Linked DNA regions of Macaca mulatta: region 1 is linked to region 2. Evidence: chromatin contacts called from public Hi-C data. All regions are on one chromosome and are shown on one strand. Each heading gives the region's core, a stretch centred on a gene start, on an enhancer-like site or on the middle of the called end of the contact. The rest is flanking DNA. Distances are from core to core; before and after follow the strand shown.

Region 1 (6,407 bases), core at 1,447-3,946, 110 kb before region 2:
AGATAAACAGCAAGCCCAGAGCACATTATAAAATATTCCAGAAAAACGCTTCTCATTATCTTCTCTGAAGCTAACTTTGAGCTTAATCTCAGTTCTGACCAATACCCTTGAAGGTCAATGCATCTTCTAAATATGGCACTATTTATACCAAAAATACCTTGAGGTAATATCCATTATGTGCAGCTGATGCTTGAGTCTAGCTCAAAGAAGCCTTACCCGATTCGTTTTGCCAGTCAGATCAATGTGGCAGGTGAGGCATGGAGAAAAGGCATAAAATCCCACACAGCTCTAGGTTGCTGTCTGCTCCACAGAATACTCGCAGCTCAGAATAATGAAAGGGCTATGACTAGGCTGCCTGCTCTCTTCATCCTGTCACCCACAAGCTGTCCAGGGCACCAAACAGAGGTCAGCATAGTAAGGAGGAGGAATGAGGAAATTTTCTAAACACCTACCTTTCCTGAAAGGAAGTGCTAAGTTTCTAAAGCATTTGACAATGATCATTGCATGTATCTGTTCTTTAGGAAGTGGGAAATGGGCATGCAGTCAGCACATTTATTGAGCACCTAATAAGCGTCTGATACTTGCCACACACAACGCTTGATAACTTCAGCATTCTCTTTTCAAGCCCACGTCCCAGCTACTCCTTTAATTCATAGGGACTGAAATGTGATAAGGAAGGCAGCCTTAGCCCTATGGTGCTAACCAGTTGATTCTGGCTTTGCGTAAGTGAGACATACATACATCTGCCTCCTCCCCTGGCAGGCTCCATTTAGTCAGGGCTTTGGCTCTTGGAAACTAATGCAAGGTTTCAGTAGCTGAGCGATAGTTCTGATGGTCATTTATTCTGCAGGTCACTAACTTTGTGTCCAGATTGCTTAGTCCAGTTGATTATGCTCAGAAAGTATTTCCCAAAGCCTTCGAATTTACTTTAAATACCTTTGAGACCCATTCAGTCCTGAAGAATACCTACAAAGGCCCAGAGGAAAACCGATTACTGAAACCCTAACTCCACCATTAAATTTTACTATCAGGTTGATCAGAGGAGGCCTGTTTCTTGTTGCTACAACCAGCCTGGATGAGTGGCTTACTTGGTTACTCTTTCTGATCTCCATTCCCACCAATGTAGTTACTTTCACTTCTCATCCGTAACTAATTCACTCCTGTAACCATGTATATGGGTTACTTCATACGGGTTCCATATTCCATTCACTCATGCTAGATATGAACACCCTATACTGAAGGGGGTATCTTGCTATTTACACATAAAGCATGGGTTCTCTGGCCTGTATTTCTCAGACCTCCTGTACTGTGCCTTCTTACACAGCCTGACAATCAGAAACTTGTAAATGATTTCCGAAGAAAACGCAGTAAGTCTATCCCAGAATGGAGCTGCATTACTGGGCCCGTCTCAGAAATATTCCTACAGGGATAGGCCCTTTGTTCCATTTCTATATACTCAGTACTAGGCACGCAGTTTAGGAAAGAGAACATCATCGGTCTATCTTCGTAGTAGACCCAGGTCTGCTAATAACTAGGGGCGCGCCTTTGAGTCACTTTTAGCATTCTGAGCCATGGTTTTATTATCTGTAAAATAAGTGGACTGATTTAGGATTCAATTCCATGAGAGTAGAGACCAGTATCTTGTTTATGGTTTCCAGTACCTAGACTAATATGTGGCACACAATGTTTGCTGAGTAAATAACAGTAGAAATAAACAAATTAAAGTAGTTTTAATAACCCCATTGATCCTAACATTCTTTGATACAATGACATCCATTCCTCTGTGCGTACTCAGATCCTATCTAACCACGTCGCCACATGCTGAGGTTGACATTGCTAATCTCTGTGCTTCAGCACTCTGTGTTATAAAAAGTGACCTGTTTACTACAACCTCCTTCACTAGCCATCAGTATGTTTTCAGAATAACCAACCACAGGTACTACTAAGGTGCAGTAAACCACGTTCTGGTGTTCAGGTTTGGGATAAGAGTTCTGGAGTTCACAATCTGGCTTTTAAGGATTCATAGAACGCTTGAAATGGTAGCAAAGTTTTGTGTGTTTGAGACTATGTGAGTTTTTCTGGGAAGTGAGACCGCAGCAATCACATGTCAGGAAAAAAGGATTAAGAGCCGTAGGAAATCTACCGTCATTTGCAAGAATTTGCACAGGGCTCTTTATGTGCAAAAAAACCAAAAAACAAAAAACACGGCACCTCAGTCTGCAAGTGCCTGCTCTGTCTTTGGGTCGGAGGGCAGGAGGGTGTTAGAAGGGGGTACTTAAGAGGGTCTAAGGAATCTTGAAAAAGGCTGAATCTGCTGGGCAGTCTCGCGTTTACCTGGCGCACTCCTGTAACTCCATTCCTCTCAGACTCGTCACTTTGGCCTCTGAATCATGGGCATCTTCATCCACGTCTTCCTCATCCTCCCGGTCACCGTCGTCCTCGTCAAACTGGAAGCTCTGGTGGCCAAGGGGAGACAACAGTGACCTGGTGGAATTGCTGCAGCTCAGCGGCAGCGGCGGCGACGGCGAGCGCACCACCTCCAACCCCTGCCCACGAGCGCCCGTCATAGGGACGGAGAAGGAACCCGAGGAGGGCCGTGACCTGGGTCTGCAGTCACCCGTGAAACCAGCGTAGGAAGAAGGAGAAGTAGGCCCCCAGCGCCCCGCCGCCCACATCTGGCCCGCCAAGTTCAAACTGGCAGAGCCGCGGCGGGGACGCGCTTTCCCAGCAGGCACTGCGCGCGCCAGACCAGCCAATCCCGGCCGGCACAGACCCTGCGTTGCCATGGCGACGCGTGGAGGCCGGGAGGGCTTTGTCTGGGCCTGCAGAGCTTGGCTTCCTCCGCCCCGGCCTCTCTTGGCCAGCCTTTCCGCCTCTGTAGCAGGAAGGTGCCTGCTGTTTGCAAGCTTGTTTAGCACGGTACCTCCCCACGCCACGGGCGGGGTCCTGGCTCCCTACCGACAACTTTGAGGGCCTGTCCCTTGTTTGCCGTGGTGTTGCAGTTCATTTGGTACATGAAATATGTTACCTGTCACTGAATCAGGGAAAGTAGCAGAAACCAAAACTACCCCCTATATAAGGGGTCAGAATTATGAGCATCGGTCTGATTTCTTTCAGCACAAGCCGATATATTTTGAGGAGAGGGGAGCGAACTAGATCCAAGTTTACAGGTGTATTCCAGAACGCACTTTTAGGACAGTCTTTGCGTGTTTGGTAGCACTTCGTTTGCCTGGCACGTTAAGGGACATAATTTGTCTACACGTATGAATTTTTGACGTCTTCGAAGCCTCTAGTGTACGGTAGGGTCTGCGTAAAGCACAAGGGATAGATTATTAAAAGTCTCTCCCTTAAGTTCCTCATCCTTTTGTGGCGAAAAATCACCTCAGTAAATATGCTGATGTGCATTTTATATGGGATCTTAGGGTCACTCGGGAATGGGGATAAAGGTAGTAAAGGAGAGGTGGATGCTTTATTCATGCTGACAAAACTGTACATTTGTAAATAAATAGGGTTTTTGTCCAGTTCATAATGTATATTACCGGTAGAAATATCAAATGAAAACTGACCATGGCTACCACAGCACACCAAACTCTTTAGGGACCACAGTGATACAAAACTCTTTGACGAAATCTAGATCTACAAAATTTAACACAGGAGAATTAGCTTTGGTAGAAGTAATAGCCACCAAAGACAATTCAGAAGGCAGAGCTATAATTAATAAAATATGACTTGGTTAAATCTAAATGGAATATTTTGTTCAAAATTTCGGTGAAAACAAAATGAAAATGGAAGAAAATTGGAGCACTCCAAATAATTAATAAAAGTTGATCAAGGAATTACACTGACCTAATGGAGTTTTCGTTGTCGACCCTAGTTATTCAATATTGGCATTTAAAAACCTTTTATCAGAACATCTCTAGAATCAGTAACACCAAAAGGCACTGGGCTGTGTGAGGGCCTCATAAAGAGGTAAGCTTGAGAAGCTGTTTGCCAATAGATATAACCAAACATAACTGTAGTGGGAAAAAACACTAGTATGAAAGGGACCTGGAATCAGTGGTTTTCCTGGTACTTGATAGGTTTTCCATTCCTAACACTCCTCTGAAAATGGGGGAAAAAATTTACCTAACAGGGTCATATTATCTCATTAATTCTCAAAGTTTCTAAGCTCAGGATCAGACAGATACAATGAAAAATTGTGTGTAAACTCCAGAACTTCTTCACTTTAACCTCTTCGCATAGGAATCTAAATGTCATATACTTCTTTGTCCCCTTAAAATGTTTTCCTAAACAAAGTATACCCTTTTCTTGATGCGCCAGGGTCATTATGACCAACGGTGACATTATGCACTAGCAATGCTGGAACCCCCAAGGCTATAAGGCAGAGTCAGATGGTGCTGGTGCTGGTGTTTGAACATAATTAACTCCAGCGGTCTCATTTCTTACAGTGCCTTTTCGTTACTGGAGCTGAGAAGCCATAATCGAGATGGGTAGAATTATATATAAATGTACAAATGTGTAAAAGAGTGTCTCTCCTCTTAAGTTTTAGGGTATTCACTTAGTGACATCTTTTCATACAATTGGTACTTTGACTATGGTATATTTGAGATAATTATGTTTTGCTAGCTCTGGAAACTTGTATAAGAGGGACTTTTGCTTAAATAATTCCGTCACCAGTTAGCCCTGTGGCAATATATTATGCAACTGTAAAAATTTATCCGTAGACATTAGTATTTACAGATGAAACAATATGATGTCTTAAATTTGCTTCAAAATAATGCAAGGGGCAGAGGGATTGGAGGGGGTCAGTGAATAGGATGAAGATGAAACAAGGTTCACTACGTGCTGCAGATAATTGTCAAAGCAGTGACAGGTATGGGGTGAAGGGTGGGGAGGTGAGGTAATTATACTACTCTACTTTCTGTTATGGAAATTTCAAGCATATATGAAGTGTAAAACAAACACACACACAAAATTATGTCCCGAATGAAGAGGCACTGGGTTCTGGTTTGGGGTCTAATTTGCTGTGACTCAGGGACTCACTTAAATTTCATTAAGCCTTTTGTTTTCTCATCTGTAAAATGAGGACTTAGTGATTGTAAATACTGAAGTATTTCTAAGCATCTGGGCAACTGACTACATTTAGTATCATACAGACTTTTTAATCATTTGCTTTTTAGATAAAGATTGAATCAATGGTTTTTCTGAAATTTCATAATCTGTTTTCCATGAGTATAGTTCAGACTTAGGATAAAAGCCTTTTTCTAAATTTCAGCAAAATGTTCTTATATATTTACAAATAAACATCAAAATGGTGTTTTCTAATGGTTACTTCCAACATTTCTTCTAATACTGTCCACTTAAAAATACTTAATTTGCTTACTTTAAAACTAAATTCATTAGTATACCTTGTTTTAAATTAAGGCAAAATAGATTGCTTTCTAAAAACTTTAATAATTCAAAACACTGAGTACATACTGTATTTCATACCATATAGCACAAAGATTAACACATTTTATATATCTGTTATTCTAGATTTAAAATGAATAAAATGAAAAATTTTCAATAACTTGAATTTTGGAAAAAACCTTTTAATTAGGAGTTTCTTACCAAGTTATGATTTAATATTTATCAGATGTGTAAATATACAAACATGATAGCAATTTTTAAAACTTGTAAATAGTTGGCCTTACAAAATTACAACACACTGTAAATAAATCCTTCCCACATTTTATACAAACTACATGATTTTGATATACAAAGATTCTGTTTTTATTACATTGACAATGTACAACAAAGACTATTTACAATGCAAAAAGTATATAAACCACAATTTAACAGTCTGCTACTGGCAGCCACTATAGTTTAGGAGGTAGCTTTAATTAAACGAAATGAACAGAAGCCACATTTCCCAACTTGTGTTCTAAAAATAATTTACATAAGATAAAAATTCATTATATGCACAGTATGTACAGTTTAATTATTAAACTGCAATCTAGCTGGACTGTTTTAGTATATTCAGAATAACTAATATGGCAGTGGGTTTGCTACTGATTTAGCACACTGTTCAAAAAACATATTGAACAATTATAACTTTAAGACTCCACACAGTAATAGGTCTAAAGCCCATAGATGGGAATCAAGTAAAGTTTTTAATTTTTGAAGACACAGGACTAAGCTTTATTCCTTCTTCTTCTATTTTTATTAATAACACATTATCTCGTTTAACCAGAGTTCAACCTCTGAGCTATTGAATAGGCTCTTTTGTAAAAAATAGTATGGGGAAGATGTATAGAAGTTTCCACATAATAGCACAGGTTCAAGATAATCCAGCTCACTAAGAAATAAACATAAGTACTTTGTGTCGTAATTACTCCCCGTTTCTTCTAATTAAATGCAGTATTGAC
Region 2 (5,686 bases), core at 487-2,986:
TTCTAAGAGGTCCCTTCCACAATAGGTAAAAGGAAATTCCGTCTACCCGAGGGCCCCTCAGGAGCCCTTCCTCTCTCACACGTTTCTTTGACTGCTCCTGATTTAAGCATTCAGCTGGCCACGCAACATAAGAAGCAATAAGAACACGCAAGCCCTGCCCTCAGTCACCCTCTTCCTCCTCTATCCGTGGCCTTTGCCACCACCTCACAACCTAGTTCAGATTCCTCTTCTTTTCTCAAGGGAACATCTAAAGCTCTCAAGTCCCCGTATGAACAGGGAGATTTCGGAAGTCTGAAACATTTGAGTGTCTCTCGATCTCAGACAGCTCAAAAGAAAAGATCTGCTGGTTGCGTGAAGGTGCATTAGAAACCGGCTGCTACCTTGCAGCCTGGGTTGAGCATATGCTCCGGAACTTGCTTCTCTTCCAACATCCTGCACCTCAAGTCAGCATTCCTTCTTTAAAAGACCTTGTTGGGTAACATCATTTCCACCAAGAGAACCCTGTAATTCTCCCTTGTTTTCTCGGACTCCCCTGCGTGCTGCAGAAGCCTGGGCGTTAGAGGGGTAGTCCCGAGTGGAACTGGGGGGAAGTAGGTGCCAGGAACGCACTACCTGGATGGGGCCAAATTGGAAGGAGATTCGCCCTGACTGAGGTACAGGTGTTTCTTCTCCTCACATGCTGGAACCCAGGAGGCTCCAGGTGCTTCCCCACGAGACGTGCCTCAGTCTGCAGACTGAGGCCAAGTTCTCGGCGCCCTCAGCCCCGCCGGTGGCGGAACTCCTGCTAGCTGAGCGAGGGCCCGCAAGAGAAGGGAAGGTCGCGTGGACAGGCTGTCCGGGGCAAGCGTGTTTAGATTCCTTCCTCCTCCTTGGCCCCAGATGCCCTTGTGAGTTGGGGGTGTGCGCGGTGGGGTGGGAGGGTGCTTATGCCCAAAAAGTCTGGGAACGAAAGCTACTGCTGGCTCGAACACGGACTGGCAAAGTGCGGAAAGCCCGTGGCGCAGGAGTGGGTGCCAGTCAGCCCGCACGCAGGTGACCGGCGGACCCCCTTCCCAGGCCCGGGCGGCGGCGGGGCGGGGTGGGGTGGGACTGACCCCTGGCTCCGCCCCGCGGCGCCCCCCGCTGGGCCCCCTCCCCCGCGTCCCCGCCGCCCGCACTCACAGCGCTTGGGTGAAGGCGCTGAGCCCCTCGGGCACGGCCGTCAGCCCCTTCCCGGAGCAGTCCACCCGACGGTCGCCGTCGCAGCTGCAGGGCGCCGCGCAGAGAGGCGGCGCCGCGCCGCTGGGCCCGGCAGAGCCGAGCAGCCCCAGGGCGAGGAAGCAGAGCAGCCCCAGCGGGCCCGGCATTGCTGCGGCCGCCTCCCGCGCCGGCCTCTCCCGCGGCGCCGCTTGCTCCGCTGCCCTCCGACGCCCCCCTCCGCCCCTGGGCAGCCGGCCTGCGGGCTGGGGCAGGGGTCTCTTCCTCGGCGGTCCGCGCAGGCTCGGCCCCTTCAGCAGTCCGCCGCAGCGGCGCAGGGACGCGGAGCTCCGGAGTTTCGCCCTTCCCGCTGCTCCATGGACGCGCAGAGGCAGCCCCGCTCCTCCGGCGGCTCAGGCCAGCAGGGCCGGCCCGGCGCAGCGGCGGGGGCCGCACTCTGCCATCGCACCCGCCTCCCTGTCCCCGGCCTCCCAATGCAGCGGCTCTTCAAGGTTGCAGAGCGCAGCCTTCAGCCATGCCGGCCACTCGCCCCAGCCCCCGCCGCGGCTCTCGCACAAACACCCAGACTCTGACTCGCTCTCTCCCCGCCGCGGATCAATCTCTTCCCGTCCTTTTCCCTTCTAGGGTTGCACGCTCTGGTTCCCAAGCCCCCGGCCGCTGGCTTATGCAAATCACTTAGGTACATGCAAAACTACCCCTTCTCCCGGAGCGCCATTGGCCCGGGGAGGTCTCGAGCTCATTAGTATGCAGAGAAGAGAGCCGCCATTGGCCAAGAGTAGGACCAGAGGGGCGTGTTTCTCGGGTGTGAGTGACAAGGTGGTGGTGGTTGTGGTGGTGGTGGTAGTGGTTCAAGGCAAAATCCCTGACTTGGCTGGATTTGTGTGGCAGGTTGTGGATTGAAGGTAGAAGGATAAGCGGACAAGGGGTCTAGTTTTTCCCTCCCCCAGCCATCTTTTTCTTCCCTCCGCAGAAATTGGATCTCCTAAATTGGATGACCTGGAAAGTAGAACTTCCCTCCAGCGTTCAGTTAAGTTTCAAATGACTCTCTGCTGTTCCAAAGGGCGAGGACGTCTGGAGCTCTGTAAACGGAAAAAAGATTTTGAAGAGGAGGAAAAAAGTTTCCCTCGATGTGACACACATCTTTGGATTTTAGCTATACACTAAGCTAAAAGTGTACCCTCTCCAGTGCGTCACTTCACCTGGGATCTTTACACCTATCTTGATATGCATTTGGTAGCTAAGTCTTACTTAGCAATTCATTCTCCCCAGTTCTCTCTCTGTATTTGGTGTTTTTGGTGACTGCAAATCAGACTCCTTTCGCACACACTTTAAAATCCTGAAACACAGGAATGTTGTAAAGGTCAGAGAAAATGATGTTTCTGAACACTGGACAATTTCCAAAACATCTGAGTGGGAGGTGACTACGGCTGAGAAGCCGGCAGCAACATTGGTGTTAGGTAATTATCAGCATTCTCTCCTCTGCTGGATTTTGAGTCCCTGTGGCCTAATAGACCCCACAGAATCTGTGGACCCCACATTATCTGTACCAACTACTGCTTTAGGGGTACTTCCTTTCTTGCTCTCTGCTGTGGCATTGTTTTACTCTATAATGGAGACATTTTTAATGAATACATTAAAACAAGCAGGATTCGCCGGGCCGAGCCCAGTGGCTCACGCCTGTAATCCCAGCACTTTGGGAGGCCGAGGCGGGCAGATCACCTGAGGTTGGGAGTTCTAGACCACCCTGACCAACATGGAGAAACCCCATCTCTACTAAAAATACAAAATTAGCCGGGTGTGGTGGCAGATGCCTGTAATCCCAGCTACTCGGGAGGCTGAGGCAGGAGAATTGCTTGAACCCGGGAGGCGGAGGTTGCGGTGAGCTGGAGATGGCGCCATTGCACTCAGCCTGGGCAACAAGAGCAAAACTCCGTCTCAAAACAAAACACAAAAAAGCAGGATTTAAAAATAATTATCATATAAAGTTGACTAGCCATCGTATATAAATAAAACTTAGAACAATGGAAACAGGTTGATGCAGACCTATAAGTTTAAAATGAAAAACTTCTATCATCTTTGTATTTGGGAGTTTATCTAAAAGATAATGTCAAGTTGGACACACAAGTCACATACAGTAAATATGTGTAGAAGCTAGAGAGTTTAATATGCCTTCATTTCAAGTTTTAGGAATGACATACCTCCTCTCACTGTAGGGCTGAAAGACAACTTAAATATCCCCGGACAACTCTGGTTTTATAGATAAGAAATCTGAGGCTCTCAAGAGAGTGTGTTCTGCCCATCATCCTCACGGAACAGCTCCTGGGCTCCTGGCTCCTGGCTCCCAATCTGGTGCTCTTGGAGCCTTCCCTAAGTTGGCTTTCATCGTCTAAATCATTTCCATTATTTTCTAGCAAATTTCATGAACAAATGAAATAAGGAAGAAATTGTAAAGTTAGTTTCTGTAATCGGTTCTTTAAGATGTCTCTTTTTTTTTTTTTTGAGACTGAGTCTCAGTGTGTCCAGTGGCACAGTTTAGCTCACTGCAACCTCCACCTCCCAGGTTCAAGTGATTTCCTGTCTCAGCCTCACCAGTAGCTGGGATTACAGGTGCCCACCACCGTGTTTAGCTACCTTTTTTTTTTTTTTTTTTTTTTTTTTTTACTAGAGACAGGGTTTCTCATGTTGGCCAGGCTGGTCTCGAACTCCTCACCGCAAGTGATCCACTTGCCTCAGCCTCCCAAAGTGCTGGGATTATAGTCAGGAGCCATGGAGCCTGGCTTACATGCAAATCTTGATTAAAAATGGAGAATGATTTAGTAGGCCTAAGTGGGGCCCAGAAACCAGCATTTTTTTGCACAGCAAGTGAAAGTGACACAGGTGATTCATGAACCACACTTGGAGAACTTTATTCTTTGTCTTCAAATAATAAAGTCTTATGGCTGAAAACTTAGGTGAAAGGAGAGTTTCAGATTTTGAAAAAAGGAAAGATGCAGATTTTACTAAAGAATAAATTCCTATTGTCTATTAGATAACAAATGTAAGAAAGGAAGATTCAAATTTGCAGCTTAGCCAGAAAGATAAAAGATCAGAAACAAAAGACTTGGGTAGGGAACAGAAAAGATACGATATATTAAAGTGTTTGTATTTCTTATTTGCTACATTTTGTGTGCTTTGCATTAAAGATCAATTGGTCAATCAGTCTCCATCTCTTGAATAAGATGTCCCAAGAGAGCATAAAGACAAAAACCAAAAAACTAATGATTAAGATACTACCTCAGATACTAGAGAAAAATGATCGGCTCTTAAATAAACCATAAGGACTGAAAAGATACTGAAATAAATCAAATAAAAATTGATGGCAAGCAAAAAATAATATGGTCTCTGTCTACAGACTAGTTCCTCTTAAAGTTTTCACTGGTTGGCCGGGCGCGGTCGCGGTGGCTCAAGCCTGTAATCCCAGCACTTTGGGAGGCCGAGACGGGCGGAGCACGAGGTCAGGAGATCAAGACCATCCTGGCTAACGTGGTGAAACCCCGTCTCTACTAAAAATACAAAAAACTAGCTGGGCGCGGTGGCGGGCGCCTGTAGTCCCAGCTACTCGAGAGGCTGAGGCAGGAGAATGGCATAAACCCCGGAGGCGGAGCTTGCAGTGAGCTGAGATCTGGCCACTGCACTCCAGCCTGGGCAACAGAGCGAGACTCCGTCTCAAAAAAAAAAAAAAAAAGAAAAAAGAAAAAAAAAAGTTTTCGCTGGTTTGGGATAAGTAAATTTGCAGCATCCACAGGCTAGATAAAAAGTAGAACTGGGCTGCAACCCCTCTGTATACGTGGCATGGAGCTTTTGGGCCATGAAGAAAGTACCCTATGGTAGTGATGCTTGCCTTGGTGTCTTTGTGCAGAGCACACAGGGCTTGTTGACTGGTGGATAAGCTGGACTTCCCTTCTATCACCCCTTTACCCGAGAACTCTTATAAACATAGAACCTGAACAAGTATATGCAGAGTCCCTACCTGTTGGGTGAATGGTTCCAGGTGCTCTGTTACAGCAATAACAGCTCAGAGACAGTGGGGGCTCTCAGGAAGTGCTATCATGATTGACTGGATAAAAGTCCTCAAACATGTAGAATTTCACTTTTTATGAAATATTTCAACTTAGAAATTGTTAATGGCAATCAGCTTAAGAAATAATGTTACAAATGTAGTTTATATTCCCTTTGTACCACTCCCCAATCATATTCCTTTTCTTCCTCTCCCTGAGAAGCACTTTCCTAAACTTTGTAATTAATTCCCATGCATATTTTCATGCTTTTCCTATGCATGTATCCCTAAACAATAAACACTATTGTTTTGCATATATAAATCAACATCATTGTATACTGTTCTGCAACCTGCTTTTTCACTCAACCTGTGAGCATAATCGATGTTCATGAACTACATGGCTATTATAACTTCATTTTCATTACTATATAATATTCCACTTAATGAATATGC

What was found. Hi-C and Micro-C count contacts between places; a contact is called where the count stands out from the background.
Region 1: a Hi-C map of cortical neurons shows a contact between it and region 2, with 3 times the contacts expected there. The contact joins the promoter of CCDC34 here to the promoter of LGR4 in region 2. A contact is called at or near these places in 3 of 14 Hi-C or Micro-C datasets (cortical neurons, fetal cortex germinal zone and liver).

What each region holds. Positions count from the first base shown.
Region 1 is chr14:37,920,130-37,926,536 of T2T-MMU8v2.0, reverse strand. CCDC34 (coiled-coil domain containing 34) reads right to left here and starts at 2,696. Exons shown (of 6, transcript XM_001089845.5): 1 at 2,335-2,696. The coding sequence starts at 2,675. LGR4 (leucine rich repeat containing G protein-coupled receptor 4) reads right to left here. Exons shown (of 18, transcript NM_001265665.1): 18 at 5,602-6,407.
Region 2 is chr14:37,808,499-37,814,184 of T2T-MMU8v2.0, reverse strand. LGR4 (leucine rich repeat containing G protein-coupled receptor 4) reads right to left here and starts at 1,736. Exons shown (of 18, transcript NM_001265665.1): 1 at 1,162-1,736. The coding sequence starts at 1,346.